Linked DNA regions of Gossypium hirsutum: region 2 is linked to region 1. The links are chromatin contacts, called in public Hi-C maps. All regions are on one chromosome and are shown on one strand. The core of a region is the stretch at or near the end of the contact, and the rest is flanking DNA. Distances in the headings are between cores, read along the strand shown.

The links. A called contact is a pair of places that touch in the nucleus more often than the background predicts.
Region 2: a Hi-C map of leaf shows a contact between it and region 1, with 2.7 times the contacts expected there. The contact joins the enhancer-like site here to the promoter of LOC107939273 in region 1. A contact is called at or near these places in 7 of 34 Hi-C or Micro-C datasets (callus and leaf).

The regions. Positions count from the first base shown.
Region 1 is chrA10:110,254,758-110,262,306 of Gossypium_hirsutum_v2.1, reverse strand. It overlaps LOC107939273 (protein SEEDLING PLASTID DEVELOPMENT 1), which reads left to right and starts at 2,168. Exons shown (of 9, transcript XM_016872576.2): 1 at 2,168-3,484; 2 at 3,991-4,205; 3 at 4,578-4,728; 4 at 4,820-5,011; 5 at 5,283-5,445; 6 at 5,562-5,866; 7 at 6,167-6,343; 8 at 6,462-6,623; 9 at 7,178-7,549. The coding sequence starts at 3,026. The coding sequence ends at 7,480.
Region 2 is chrA10:110,359,936-110,366,988 of Gossypium_hirsutum_v2.1, reverse strand. It overlaps LOC121207699 (50S ribosomal protein L9), which reads left to right. Exons shown (of 5, transcript XM_041078069.1): 4 at 1-19; 5 at 344-712. The coding sequence ends at 508. Among protein-coding and RNA genes, the nearest start is that of LOC121207699, 5.8 kb to the left of the region's middle. Within about 2 kb of position 3,753, at least 4 of the 9 cell types and tissues checked have an H3K27ac peak or open chromatin away from gene starts, as enhancers often do. A contact at or near this core is called in leaf, where this site is marked.

The sequences.
Region 1 (7,549 bases), core at 919-3,418:
AAGCTTTCAAAATATTTGCATTTAATGCAAAGCTAAACAGTTATGCATGGGGAGTCAGAGTAATAATGAACAGCAACTCTTCATCCAACACGTGTCCAGGTGTTATTAGCTGTGACTTATTGAGGAGTACAAATGATAAAATGCACTATTTTGAGAGAATCCTATATATTCTCTTCTTCTTCAACCTTGTAATCATTTTTGTCGCAGTTGGTTTTCGAATTTTTCTTTCTAGTTTTCTACTATTGTGTAGGTGGTCCTTAAGTGCTTCTATTTTTTGGGTTTCTTACTCTCTTGATTGTTGTTTTCCTTGGTTTGGGGTTTTTCGCTTAGGATTTCCAGGATAACCCTCATTTTCTTGCCTTTTCTTCTCATTCTCTTTGTCGGTTTGACATTTATGGTTGAACAAGATATAAACCTATTATCGAACTTCCTAGAAGGGTAGTCAGAGATTGATGAGCTTAGAGGGAAAAAAATAACCCTATGGTCAGTGCTTCCTATGAGTGAACCACAAGATGGGGATGAGAAGGTTGTTAATGTGCAAAAGGCTTGTCACGAGGCACCACAAATATAAGTTTAGCATATGGAAGGGTTTCATCCTCTTAGCAGAGTTTCTAGGCCCTATTGTACTTACTTGAATCTGGGATCCACATTCCTTTTCACCCATTTGTCCGTGGCTTGATCAATCTCTAGGTGTGGCACTCGGATAGACCACCTTCTACCTCGCCACCCACTATTAAACCACCTGCTCTTGGTAGGAATGCTCTTATCTCTAAGTGAGACCACTAAAGCATAACTACCCTGTATTACCTCAATAAGGAGAATGTCAGAGCAATGTCTTGCTTGATGACAACCATTTTATAACAACCTTGCCACTTGCTCGACCACATACTCACCATGTCCCAGAATTGTTAGCAATGTGGCATTATTAGGTGGGAGACCTTTCTCCTATAAATACCCTAAAGAGCGATGAATAAAGGATCAGATCTTAAACCCTCTTACTAGTCCTCAACCTCAGTCTTCTTCAGCATAATACCCATTTTCTACCTTTTGTACTTTTCTGGCTCTCCATTTTATTAGGTGAATTGACCTCCTATATACCACTACCTTCTCCTCATTATCTTCTTCATTGTTGATACCCATTATCAATAAATTTCGTACATGTATTGTTATTATTATTAGTTTCAAATATTATATTTTATTATTTATTGTATTTTAATTAAGAGCCATGATAAAAAGGATAAGTTTGAAGGGGAATAGAAAAAGAAAAAAAAGGTAAAATTTTGTAGAAGGGAAATAAAATTTGAAATAAAAAATTTGTAGAAGGGAGATAAAATTAAAAAAAAAAAGAAGAGGCATAAAAGAAGGTTACATACAATTTTTTACCATAAGTTTTTTAAATTGTAACTAAAAAAGCATCCAGTTGCACTTTGTTTCAACTATTGTTCAAACATATAACTTGGTTGGCTGTACAATGGTTTTGTTTTAACAAAAATTGGAATAGAATCGAAAGGAACAAAATAAATGCAAAACATGGCAAGGAGTAAAGTAAGGAGATAATTAACATACAATATTTGTTAACGCAGTTTCTGATTCTACTTTGTGGAGCCTCGCTTAGTAAATGATTTTATTCAATAATCATCTGAATCACCTATTGGCTTAAGTCTAATCTACCCATACACAAATATGTAATTGTAGCACCAACTCCAACCCCAATTATTACAAATGGATCACCCAAATACCTCACAATGCAATAGAAAACCTATCCAAATAATACCTAAAAAAGTATCCACCAACAATGCGATACAAACAACCTATTATAAGTCTTTTCAAGTGATCACCAACAATATTCTAGTAAGCTTTAAACATAAGGTTAAAGATAATATAAGTATCCACCAAAGTTTAAACTCCTCTCTTTCCTTTTCAAGATTAATTTAACAGAGGATGATCATTAGCTATTGAAAGTTAAATATGCAAACACTCAAAATTTTAATTGCTAAAAAAAAAAATTGTTCTAACATGAAATGAGACAAGGAAGTTTAAATTTCCAATTTTATCTAAGGTGAAGTAAATTTTATTTTGTAGTAAATTTAAGCACCAGGCCTTGAATGAGCAACCTTATTTGAAAAAGTTGAAATCATTGACTAAATTAGTTTATTGGTTTTGGAAGTATAAGCCAATTAATTATTCAAGAGTGGCAATAAACAATACCATGCAGTCCATGCTACTATAAACTTACAGAAATCTAACCTATTGAATGTGAAATTAAATTGACAATATTTAATTTCAAATTTAGCTACTTGTTGAGCAGGTTCAAGTATAAGTTTGGCGATGGTGTGGGTTCTTCAAACCTGGGTTACTCCTCAATTTGCATCCAGAGATTTGTGAATGTGATGGCTCCGTACTCATCCCAAAGACTTTTCAGGTTGGTGTAGTTTAAACAACTTATTATTCCTTTTTTTATTGCGTGTTGACCATGTCCTCTTTTAGATCATCCCAACCCAAACTTTCTCTTCACCAATAAGGCATTATGGTGAAGAAAGATCGTCACTTTGCTTTACATGATCCACACTTCCGTCATTTTGGTCTGAATCGCCGTCTTGGAATGGCTGATTGATGTTCACACTATTTCTGACCCACTAATTTGTAGGGCCAACAACTGAACGACGCCGTCTCTGACCTTCTTTGCACTTCATCTTCCTCCTTGCATCCTTTGCCTTCCTTGATAGTTAAATGTAACCATCACTTAAATTTTACAGTCAGTCATCCGTGTTTTATACTCTTTTACAATGTCATCCAAAAAATCCAAAATATCCACCACGTGTCTTCTCAATCAACCTCCACAACTTCCATGGTCGCTAATGCCTGCCTTTCCTCTGTTGGGGTCCCACTTTCTCTCCAATCCCAGAGGAGATCCCTTCGAATCTTCTTCTTTCTCCTTGCTTCTCATATCTGCTTTCCTTTCCTTTCCCCTTACTACAAAACCAAAACCAAACAAAAGAGAAAATAAAATTCATAGTAAAGGGAAATGAGAGCTTTGAATTCGAGATTTGTTCTTATTGACATCACCAACAACGCCGCTTCATGGCGCTACCGTCAGAGGCATTCCCACTTCATCACGTCCGCGCGCGGCGGAGCTCATCAAAGACCATATATGCCGCCTTTGAAGCAATCTCAAGCCTCTGTTCTCCGGACCCCACAGATCCGTAAACCCTCCGATCGAACTACGTCCTCCAATGGGTCGTCGTTGGATTGCCCGAACCCAGCTTCGACTTCCCGGATGGAGTCATGTACGGAGCTCGATTTGTTCCTCGAGATGTTGCCGTCGAGGATGAGGAGTGAGCTTAACGGGCATGAAGAGATTGGGGAGTTGATTGAGGTGGTTATGGATTTGGGGAGGAAACCTCTCGCTAGGTTTCCTTCGGGGGATTGGGTTATTTCGGAACAACCTGTTAAGCATGAAGATTTAAAGCATGCAACATCTAAGGTAATTTTAAGTGAATTACTCATGATCACGTTGAATTTTTTTTCCATAGGTTTTTAATGATGATTGGTCAACCAATTAGATTAAGCTTTGGGTATGATTTTTTGTTTTATGTTTAACAAAGATGAGATTTTGGTAAAAATTTTGACTTTAAGTGATGCCTTTACGTCAGAACTTTATAGCAGTATAGTGTTGACCGGAGCCCCAGTGATCCTTATTATGGGGTTTAGGGTATTTTAATATTATATTGCAAAAAGTGTTTTCTTTTTGATGGTGATAAAATGAACTTTAATAGAAAGCTAATATAATGCTGTTGTATGATGATATAATAATTTATATTTTGTATGATGAGTACAATGTCTGTTGTATGATGATAATGATTTATATTTTAATATTAATTGTATCTTTGATTGTTGAAAATGAGATTTTTGTGGGTGGATGAGTTCTGGAATGAATTTGCTTGTTTTTGGCAAATATTAAGTGAACTGAAATTACTTTTTTTGCTCTAGGTTGGTGACTTTTCAGATGACAACCGTTCGGGTATTGATAGATCTTTACATCGCATTAGTGCTATTAGAAACCGTAAATTGCAAATTATTGGCCTCACTTGCCGTGTGGGTCGAGCTGTGTCTGGAAGTGCTGAGATTATCCGTGACTTGATCGAAGGAGGAGGTTCCATCCTCGTCATAGGTCCTCCAGGAGTTGGTAAAACAACCTTAATCAGGTACTTACCTGCGTACCGTTTACAAATCACTGTACTGATTTGAAGTTTGAATGATCTCTATGTTGTCGCTGAATGTCCTTTTACTTAAAATAATTACTGTGTGATTTTCTCTTCAGCTTTTAAAAAGAAGATTAGTTTTAATTGTGTGCTTCGTGTTGTAATTTGTTTAGATTAGATAACCTCTCTTTTGATACCTTTAATAATCTAAATGTTGTCTGATGTCACACCGGTTTCATTGACTGACTGTTTGAGTTTCCTGAAACTTATTGGGTTCAATCTGTTCAGATATCTCTGTGTAGGCATTTGACATAAAACTGTATTAGTTTTTGTGGTACAGTTGGCATATGACAAAATCTTTGTTTCTTTTTGCAGAGAAATAGCTAGAATGTTGGCAGATGAACACATGAAACGTGTTGTCATTGTAGATACATCAAATGAGATTGGCGGTGATGGAGATGTCCCCCATGAAGGAATAGGGCGTGCAAGGAGAATGCAAGTTCCAAATGTAAATATGCAGCATAATGTGAGTGTTTTTTTTCTCATTGCAAAATGTCAAAGGACTTATTCTTGAGGTTGCAGTTTGCTAAATTATCTTGGGTTCGATTACCTTGCAGGTTATGATTGAGGCAGTTGAGAACCATATGCCAGAAACCATCATAATTGATGAGATTGGTACAGAGCTCGAAGCATTAGCTGCCAGCACTATTGCTCAACGAGGAGTTCAGTTGGTTGGCACGGCCCATGGAATGACCATTGACAACATAATCAAGAACCCTTCTCTACAGATCCTTGTTGGTGGCATCGAGGTGCGAAGCAGCTTCTTTTATCTTACTTCATATCTCTTGTATGGGTTCAATACACTTGAAGTGGATTTTTCCATTTGGATATACCACTTAGGTTACTTACACTGTTGTTGTCTGAGTCTGTTCGTTTGATTTCATGTTGTTATGAAATTTATGGAACAAGTAAAAAGTTTCAAGTACAATTTATTTATATATAAATAAATTTTACCAAGCTATGCCAATTTTAGGGCAGGATTTACATGGGATTACAAGTCATTCTTTCGTTTGAAAACAGAGTGTAACTCTTGGTGATGAGGAAGCAAGGAAAAGAAAAGTGCAAAAGACTATTCTCGAAAGGAAGGGCCCATCGACTTTTACATGTGCTGTTGAGATGACATCTAGGACTGAGTGTCGTGTTCATCATAGACTTGATGCAACGGTGGATGCTATACTGGCTGGTAGAGTATATACATTACATATTTATTTAGAAACCTTCTTTTGGAATCTACATTTGAGTATGATTTGAAGTGTTCTCTTAATAAGATATTTAAGTAGAAACATTTCTGGTTGGCAGGGAAATCTCCTTTATTCGAAATCCGCCAGATGGAGCCTGAAGCTAATGTTCCTCTCAAGTCTACTGTAGTGCATAAAATTGATCATCTTGAAGAATCTGACATGCTTGTTAATGATGAAAAAGGTGCTGAAGTTGATTACAGCGAGGAAGATGAACAATCTGACTTGCTTGTTAATGAAGAAAAATTTGCTGAAGTTGATTTTAGTGATGAAGATGAAGATTATCTTCCTAAACCGAAAAGGAAACAGAGGTTTACTGGATCTGCTAGCAGAAGGACCTTACCAATATTTGTTTATACTTACAAGGTGAAGCACACAAATTTCATTTCCATTACCTTTATTTCATTATGTTTCCTTTCATATAATAATTTGAGGCCATGCTGAGAAAAAGCAGGTCGGGGTTCAAGAGTAAGATATTGTTTTAGAACTTTTCCCCGAAAAGAAACATGATTCATATTATTATTGGATGATATTTAATAGATTATTGTGGGTGCATTTGATAAGCTTAGTGAATGTGGTGCCCTGCTTGCAATGCCCCTGAGGCTACCAGTTTCTTCGTGCATGGCATTGCTAATATAATTTTTGCTGGTTGGATGTATCCTTTAGATCCTAGAAGCTGATCTCTTACAAGTAGCAACAGTAATGGGACTTGAAGATGAAATAGACGTCACTGATGACATTGGGATGGCTGATGCAATATTAGCATCTGCATCTGAAATAAAGCAGAATCCGTGGATTCGTGGGGTAGCAAAGTTTCACAAGTTGCCAATGTTTGTTATTAAGGTATCTTCGTATCTATTTTCACAAAAAATTGTGCCGACAAAACCAACTTCTTTCATTAGTTCTGGTGCTATATAAAATGTGCTTAATCAATATAAAATTTTGTTTTCTTGGATTGCAGTCAAATACCATGGCACAAATGGTCAAAGCAGTGCGCATGATTCTCGAAAGGGAATCATATGCCTCAAGGTCAAGGCTTCTAGACAGAGATTCTTCTGATATTGAGATTGAAGATGATGCACCAAAACGAAAACCTACATTAGAAGAGATCGATGCCTTAGAGGTGCTAAATCTTTCCCTTGTTCTCTTTACTCGTAACAGTTCTGAAATTCTTCAGTTATTCTTGAAATCTTGTTGGTGAAGGTGAACAAATATTACAGCTCAGAAGCAATGCTTGTGGTTACCATTGATTAAGTGTTGATGTTCTTCGATGACCAGCTGAATAAGCTACTAAGTTCTCGGGTGAGGAAACAGAGGAACTGAAACCCACTTGAGTTTTGCCAATTCTGCTCAATAGCTTTTCTCTTGAACTTATATGAACCGTAGCATGCCCGGTAAAGAAACCTCCAGTACCTCTGCATCTCTGTTTTCTCAAGGACCCTAACCTCGACCTGACTGCTCAGAAGCAGCTTATTCAGTTTATCATCGAAGAACATCAACAATAAGCTTTATTTCTATGCTAAATAGTACTGTTGCAACTTCCTAATCCCAGAATATAATTAAACGCTGCTCTTATCATGTTTAATCAAATCATTTCTGCTCAAACATCATTGAACGAACTGCGATCCATACGAAACAAACTCTTGTTAACCGACAGCTCTCTTTGTTTTCTTGTAGGAGGTTCGTCTGGCGATCGAGTATATCGTCATTCCCGGTGGTGAACCAGTGGAGCTTCTCCCGAGACGTTCCGAAATAATAGCCCGTCAACTTGAGCTTGTCAAAAGCTATCAGTTGGATGCAGAGAACTCAGGTACTGAGCTTAACCCAAGGTTGCAAATTCTTCCTCATAGATTGAACAAAAAGGTATCATCAAAATCCCTGAAAGCTACATCGAATTTACGAAACGAAACTGGCTCAAAGCCCCTAACTGATAGCTGCGGAGGAACAAGTGTTACTAGGCTTCCCTTCCTGCCTGAATAACATGATTTCAATCATATGAATCATTGATTGATACAATGCTAAAATTCCTGTACAGTTTATTTGTAGGTT
Region 2 (7,053 bases), core at 2,504-5,003, 100 kb before region 1:
AGATGAAATTGTTGCTGAGGTATGGCCATGATATTTATTGATAGTAATAGTTTCTCTCACGTCACTACAATAGACAATCTCCTTGTGTTATATGCTATGTTATTCGGACTCTTATTTTTCTGAAGTATTTATGTTCGACGCGTATTTAGATATGTACATGGTTATATCCTCCAAATATGTGAGTAAACTTGGAGCAAATTGAATAAACCCATGTCAAACACTCGCTTCAAGTCCAAGTGACATAGCTTAATCATAAAACGTTTAAGATGTGGACTTGAAATGTTATGATTTTGTTATTTCCATTTACGCACTCGATTAATCTCCTCCTTTTATTCCATTTCAGGTTGGAAGGCAGCTTTGCGTTCAAATTGATCCTGAAAATCTGCACCTTCCAACACCTTTGGAAACATTTGGACTGTTTGATGTGCAATTGCGGATGCCAAAATCCATACCGCTCCCAGAAGGAAGGTATAATTGGACGCTTAAAGTTAAAATCCAAGGTAAATAAACGGACAAGAGGAAATAGGAGGTTGACTGAAAAGAGCTTTCAAGCTTGAGGAACCGTCTTCTTTTCGAATTAGCTTGAGAATGGAATGATAGGAATCAAATGTTGGATGATTATTGACCTTTGTTGTCTGATTATGCTATTTACCATCTGTTCCAACTCTTTGTTTTACCAAAAAAGAGTAATAATTTCAAATTTTTAACTAAATCACAATACCGAACTAAACGTGCGCGCGAGACGAATATTTAACGTCTCCAAATTCATCAAAATAACAACTTTTATATCTGTACTTTTAAGTAGACATCCTTAAAAAGATTAATTGTTAGAATCAATTTTTGGGTAAAATCATTTTGAATTCAAGCTGAGTTTATTTGAATCACGGCTATTGTTATCGGGATTTATTCGATTCAACAAATTTACGCGTATAAAACTTCTACGTTCACTCTGCACCACTTGCATCTTATTATTATTTAGTACACTTACAGTCCAATTTCACAAACAAAGCTATATCGATTTTTTTTATTTTAAAAAAAACATATGAATTAAGAAAACTTAATGATTTATTAACCCCAATATGAAATTAAAAAACTTCATTATTAACACACCAAATAAATAGTCATGCATAAAACTTTATGTTACATCTGTATCTAAACTTGTATAATTATATAATGTGAAAATTTATTATAAATTATAAATTATAAATTATATATTTTAATTAAAATATATTTAATAATAATTATGTTAAAATATGATTAAATTATTTATTACTGATAATAATAATCTTATTAAAATTTAAATAACAATAACAATAATCATTTACCAAAATAATTTTATGCTAAGGGTATTCTAGTCATTTTAGTTTTTTCCATTATGCTATTACACCTCTATTCCATTCAACCAAACACAAGATTACTATTACGCCTCTATTCCATTACATTCAACCAAACAGTGGATTAGCTATTACACCTCTAATCCAATACACCTCTAATCCCAATACACCTCTAATCCAATACACCTCTAATCCAATACAGCGAACCAAACGCACCCTTAGTGCTTGCATATAGTTAGTTGACACTATTTTTTTCAGCTTTCCTTTTTTTTTCTTCCCTTTTAGGCTAGTTTTTCTTTTAAAAAAATTAAATTGGTGTTACTTGATACATTGATGACATCAATAAAAAGTTAATTTTGAGCCAAAAAGTGGGGTGGTGTCGCTGGTGTGTTAGGCGATACCAACGAAAACAATAACAAACAACCTTTTTTTTTGTAATTAATTTTCTCTCCACCATATTTTTGTATTTAATTAAAATTTTAATATTATTTTTATAAAACAACCTTAAATTTAAATAAATTTTCTGCTTATGAAGAAAATAGTGTGTCAACTCGAATTGCTTAAATCGTGGTGGTATTCAACAACCTTCTTTTCCAATTAGGTATAACTATATATTTAGTCTTCAACTTTACTTTTTTTATCAATTCAATTCTTATTATTTTTTAAGTTAAATTTGGTCATTAATGTTTTTTAATGAAAATAATAATTAAAACATTAACTTTTTAATGATATTAGTGTGACAATCTGCGTAACAATTTACATATACTTTGTATTCACAAATATGCTTTTCAAAAAAATAATTTTTTTTAAAAGGAAACAAACACAACACACATGTAATAAGCTTTTGTGACAAACGACGACCTTAATTTTCAAATTAATTGACACTAAAAGTTGGTATTTAAGCATCAAACGAATTTTATTGAAATTTATTTCTAACAACAAAATTTGTCCTTGTGATATTTTAATTTTATAATATATTATGTAATTTAATTTTCTGTTTATTAATAGAAATAAAATGATTTGTCCTTAGTATTTTTTTTTTAATTTGTAAATATTTTCATTTCCGAAATTACATGAGGAGCACTAGTATCCCATGCTAAAGACTGTAATATGCTCGGGAAAATTACTAAAATTATATTAACAAAATAAGTTATTACTAAAGTAATATAGATTCAAAATTATTTATCACGTTTACTATAGTAAAAAAGATTGATTTTATGGAGGCCTAAATCAGAATGGAGGTGCCGATTTGAGTCTTAAATACTATGAAATTTTTTATTCATGAGGAGCCCAATCCATGTCAAGTGTGCAGGCCTAGGAAGAGGCCCAGGTCGACACCATCGGTCAAAATTTTCATTTGCTTTTTAGTGTAGCATATACCACTGACCACTTAAAAAAAATTAAATCATTTAATTTTAAACCCCAAACCATCCTTTCTAATCATTTAAACCCCGAGCCATCTTACCTAATCATTAAAACCCAAAACCACCTTACCAACCCTAATAAATTCTTTGTGAACCCCAAACCTCCTATAAATACCTCCAAATCCGAACATTCCCCGCACAAAAGAAAATCACACACTTATGAGCAAAAAATATCATTCCCACACACCCGTAATTCCGAGAATTTCAAAAAAATCCCAAAAAGTCGATACCGACTTGGACCTCCCTTAATGCCTGCACACTTGACACGGATTGGACTTCTCATCAGTCAAAATTTTCATATGATTTTTACTATAGCATATACCACCGACCATTTTAAAAAATAAACCATTTAAATTTCAAACCCCAAACCAGCCCACGTCCCCACCTAATAAATTTCCTAAACCCCAAACCCCTATAAATATCCCCAAATCTAAACATTCCACACACCAAAAAAACAATATATTCATCGGGCCAAAAAATCACCCCCGCACAACCCAAATTTCGAAAATTTCAAAAAGAAAATCCCCCCCAAAAAAAAATTAAATCATTTATTTTAAACCTGAAATCATTCCACCTAACCATTTAAACCCTAAATCATCCACTTAACTCTAATAAATTCCCTAACCCCAACCCTTTATAAATACCCCCGAACCTAAACGTTACACACACCAAAAAAACCATACACTCATCAATAGGAAAAAAAAATCATCCGTAGACATTCACAATTTTGAAAATTTTTGGGGACTTTTTTTTGAAAATTTCAGAATTGTGGGTGTACGGGGATGATTTTTTTTTTTGCTGACGAGTGTGATTTTTTTGGTCTATGAAATGTTTAAGTTTGAGGGAATTTATAGGGGGTTAGGGTTTAGGAAATTTATTAGACTTAGGTGGGGTGATTTTGTTTGGAGTTTAATCGGTTAGGTGGGATGGTCTGGAGTTTAAAATTTAAATGGTTTATTTTTTAAAATGGCCAATGGTACATGCTTCAATAAAAGCTGGATGAAAATTTTTAATGTTGAGGAGTCTTGACTTGGGCCTCCTCCTAGGCCTACACACTTGACACGGATTAGACTCCTTATCAGTCAAAATTTTCATAGTATTTAAGGCCTAAATCGACACCCCTAATTCCTATTTGGGCCTCCATAAAATCATTTTTTACTGTTGGTAAATAATTTTGAACTCATATTATTAACCCCTACATGCTGTCATGCTCCCTATAACTCAGTTCGAGCATATTCCCAATTTTCTAACCAAACCATAAAGTCATCTACCTCAATGATCTCTAACAACACCCCTTACAATTGCAACACTTGTTGACGCCTTAAGAGCACCATCAGTGTTAATTTTCTACCAACCATCTTCCAACACCACCAAACCAATTATTCTGATTTGCGTATTCCGTAAAAAAATAATTTTTTTTTAAAAAAAATCTATTAATCTTTTTACTTTTAATAACACTTTTTTAATACATTATTTATTAAAAACTAAATTTAAAATTTTCAACGCCACCGAACTCTAATTATTATAATTTTTGTGTAAGTTGAATGTAATCAAATAACAACAATTAAAAAAATATAAACTATACAAATGGTCACTTAATTATGTTTGTATTCTTGTTTTGGTCAATAAACTCCAAAAATTTCAGTTTAAACACTAGCGTTTAAATTTATTCCTATTTTGGTCACCTATTGCTTTTTCTAACTATTATAACAACACATTTAGTCCCCAATACTTATTTATTCTATTAATTTGATCCTAATTCTAAACAATTGAATAAATTTAACTCTTCACATTTACAAATTCTATCAATTAATCCTTAAAATTTCTAACCGAAGCTTTTAGTTTTTAAAACAGAGGCATTCCACATCTATTAATTTTTTTTTGTTTATGATTGAAATTATCTAATTCGGTACATAAACCTTTTTGTTTACATTTTTAAGAAGATAGTGTTAGAAATTAACTAAACACCATTAACAATAATAGAAAATACAAATCTTAAAATTGTAATATATATAATCAAATTATATAAATAATTTAATTTTTTAAAATAATTTTTCACTATGACTAGCATACTTTTAGTTTTTAATTAATTTGGTAAATGATTTGACACTAAATTAGATTAGTCGTGATACATATTGTTTATTGTGGATTTAAAAATTAAAAATAAATAGAGCACATAATAATATTTTAATCAGCTTATAGAATTAAAAAAAATCATTATCAATGTAGTAAAAGAAAGTTCAATTAATTCTTTCACATTTCTTCATATTTTTTTCTTAAGTAATTTTTTGATTGAACAATTGGATTTTTCAAAGTCATATTTTCTTTAACTCTAGATTTAATTTTCAATTTCAAGGACCAACTTCTAGAGCTATTTCTATGTACCTTGAAAGAAATATCATATGCTTACTAATAAAAGCAAATCTAAAGTGTTTTTAAAGGTTTTTCCATTTTCTTTAGCTAAAGATTTATCAATCAAAGGGTTATAAAATATTATATTTAGAAGAAAACTAATGAAGAAAGAAAAGGAAATAAAATTTCAAGATAAATTCATTGGTATCATGAATTGGCTCGAAAAATTGCTCGTTAGTTGAGAGAAGTTTTTATTTTTTATTTTTTGTGTTTTACAAATTTATAGATGTGAAATGCCTCTATCTCAAAAGATGAAAGCTTTGATTAGGAAGTTTAAGGATCAAATTGATAGAATTTATAAATTGAAGGGTTAAATTTATTGAATTATTTAGAAGTAGGTTCAAATTGATAAAATATGTAACGATTGAGGACTAAATGTGTCATTATACCAGATATAAAAAGGCTTTGCATTATCAATTTAACGAATTCAAATGTTAGTTCCTAAAATGAAATTTTTTAGAGTTGGGTGACCAAAACAAGAATACGAGTATAATTGAGTGACCATTTGTGCAGTTTACCCTTAAAAATAAGAAAAACAAAATATAAAATAGAAATATATTTATAAAAGTGATTAGGTTTTTATTTAAATTAGTTATATGAAAAGCTAACCACAACTACGTGATATAGTTTTTTTTTTTTGGTCATAGAATTGAATGTTAAGTGTTAGAAAGTCCAAAAGTAAAAGTTTGGTGTGAGTAAGTTTCGAAGTGGGTCCTTTTTAAAGTTTAATGGTTAAGAAAGCAAAGTCGGTTCTTTGTATTGTCTCCTAACCTTATAGCATTTGACTTTTCTTTAATCTAATGCCAAATTGACTTCTCTTATTATATATATATATATTAATATTGGTATTCACCTGTCACAACAAATATTGATTCTCTTATTTTGGGTGCTCTTTAAAGAGATAATCGACTTGTTACAAAATGTGTTCTATTATCATGAGTGGAGATTGAACTCCAACCATATGATCAAGGGGATAAAGTGAGCAATTATTATGCGACACATATTGGTTAAAATATGCTCCATAAATTTCTTTTAGTTTCTCAAAATATCCACTAGAGCAAGCCTAATGATTATTCATTTGTGTTCTGTAGGCTTATTAAAGGGTAGATACTAGCCACAAGTTTCAAAGTTGCTCCATATATAAGGTAGATCTGATCATGGGTCGGGCCGAGCCAATGCAAAATTTTAGGCTCGAGCTCAGCTCAACTTGAAAAATAGGCCTAAAATCCTACCCAAGCCCGACCCAAATTAAAAATGCTAAACCCAAGCTTGACTTGGCTCGCTCGTATTAAAATTTTTTTATATAAAAAATAAATTTATAAAATATAATACATTAAATACACTAAAAACATTAAAATAAATGTTTTCCAACAAATTGGAAATACATTAAAAAAGTTTACTTAAATAACACTAAGATAGTTGCAACTTAGCAAATAAATGTGTCTAAAATAATAGCAAAATTAACAATAAAACAATAATAACAAAATAGTTGCAATATAATAGCATAATGGCAGCAAGAAACAAGTTTAGGTTGATTCAGGCCAGACCGGGTCAAAAAAATCCTACTTGAGGCTCAACCAGTTTAGAAATTTGACCCTTTTTTTTTTGTTCAAGGCCATTTTTTAGGTCTATATTTTTGCCCAAATCCTCTCACTTTTCAATCAAGCCTTCGGGCTTAGGCAGATGAGCCGACCCATAATTAGGTCTAACTCAAGACGATGATTGAACCCTTGACCACTAGTGGTAGGAGAAACTCTTGCCATCTCACCTAACCCCTGTGGTTCTATGCTCCATAAATTTTAATCACCTTAATTACACTATAAATTTTAATTAGTTGAAATATACTACAAGTCCTTATACTTTTTATACATTCGAAATTTAGT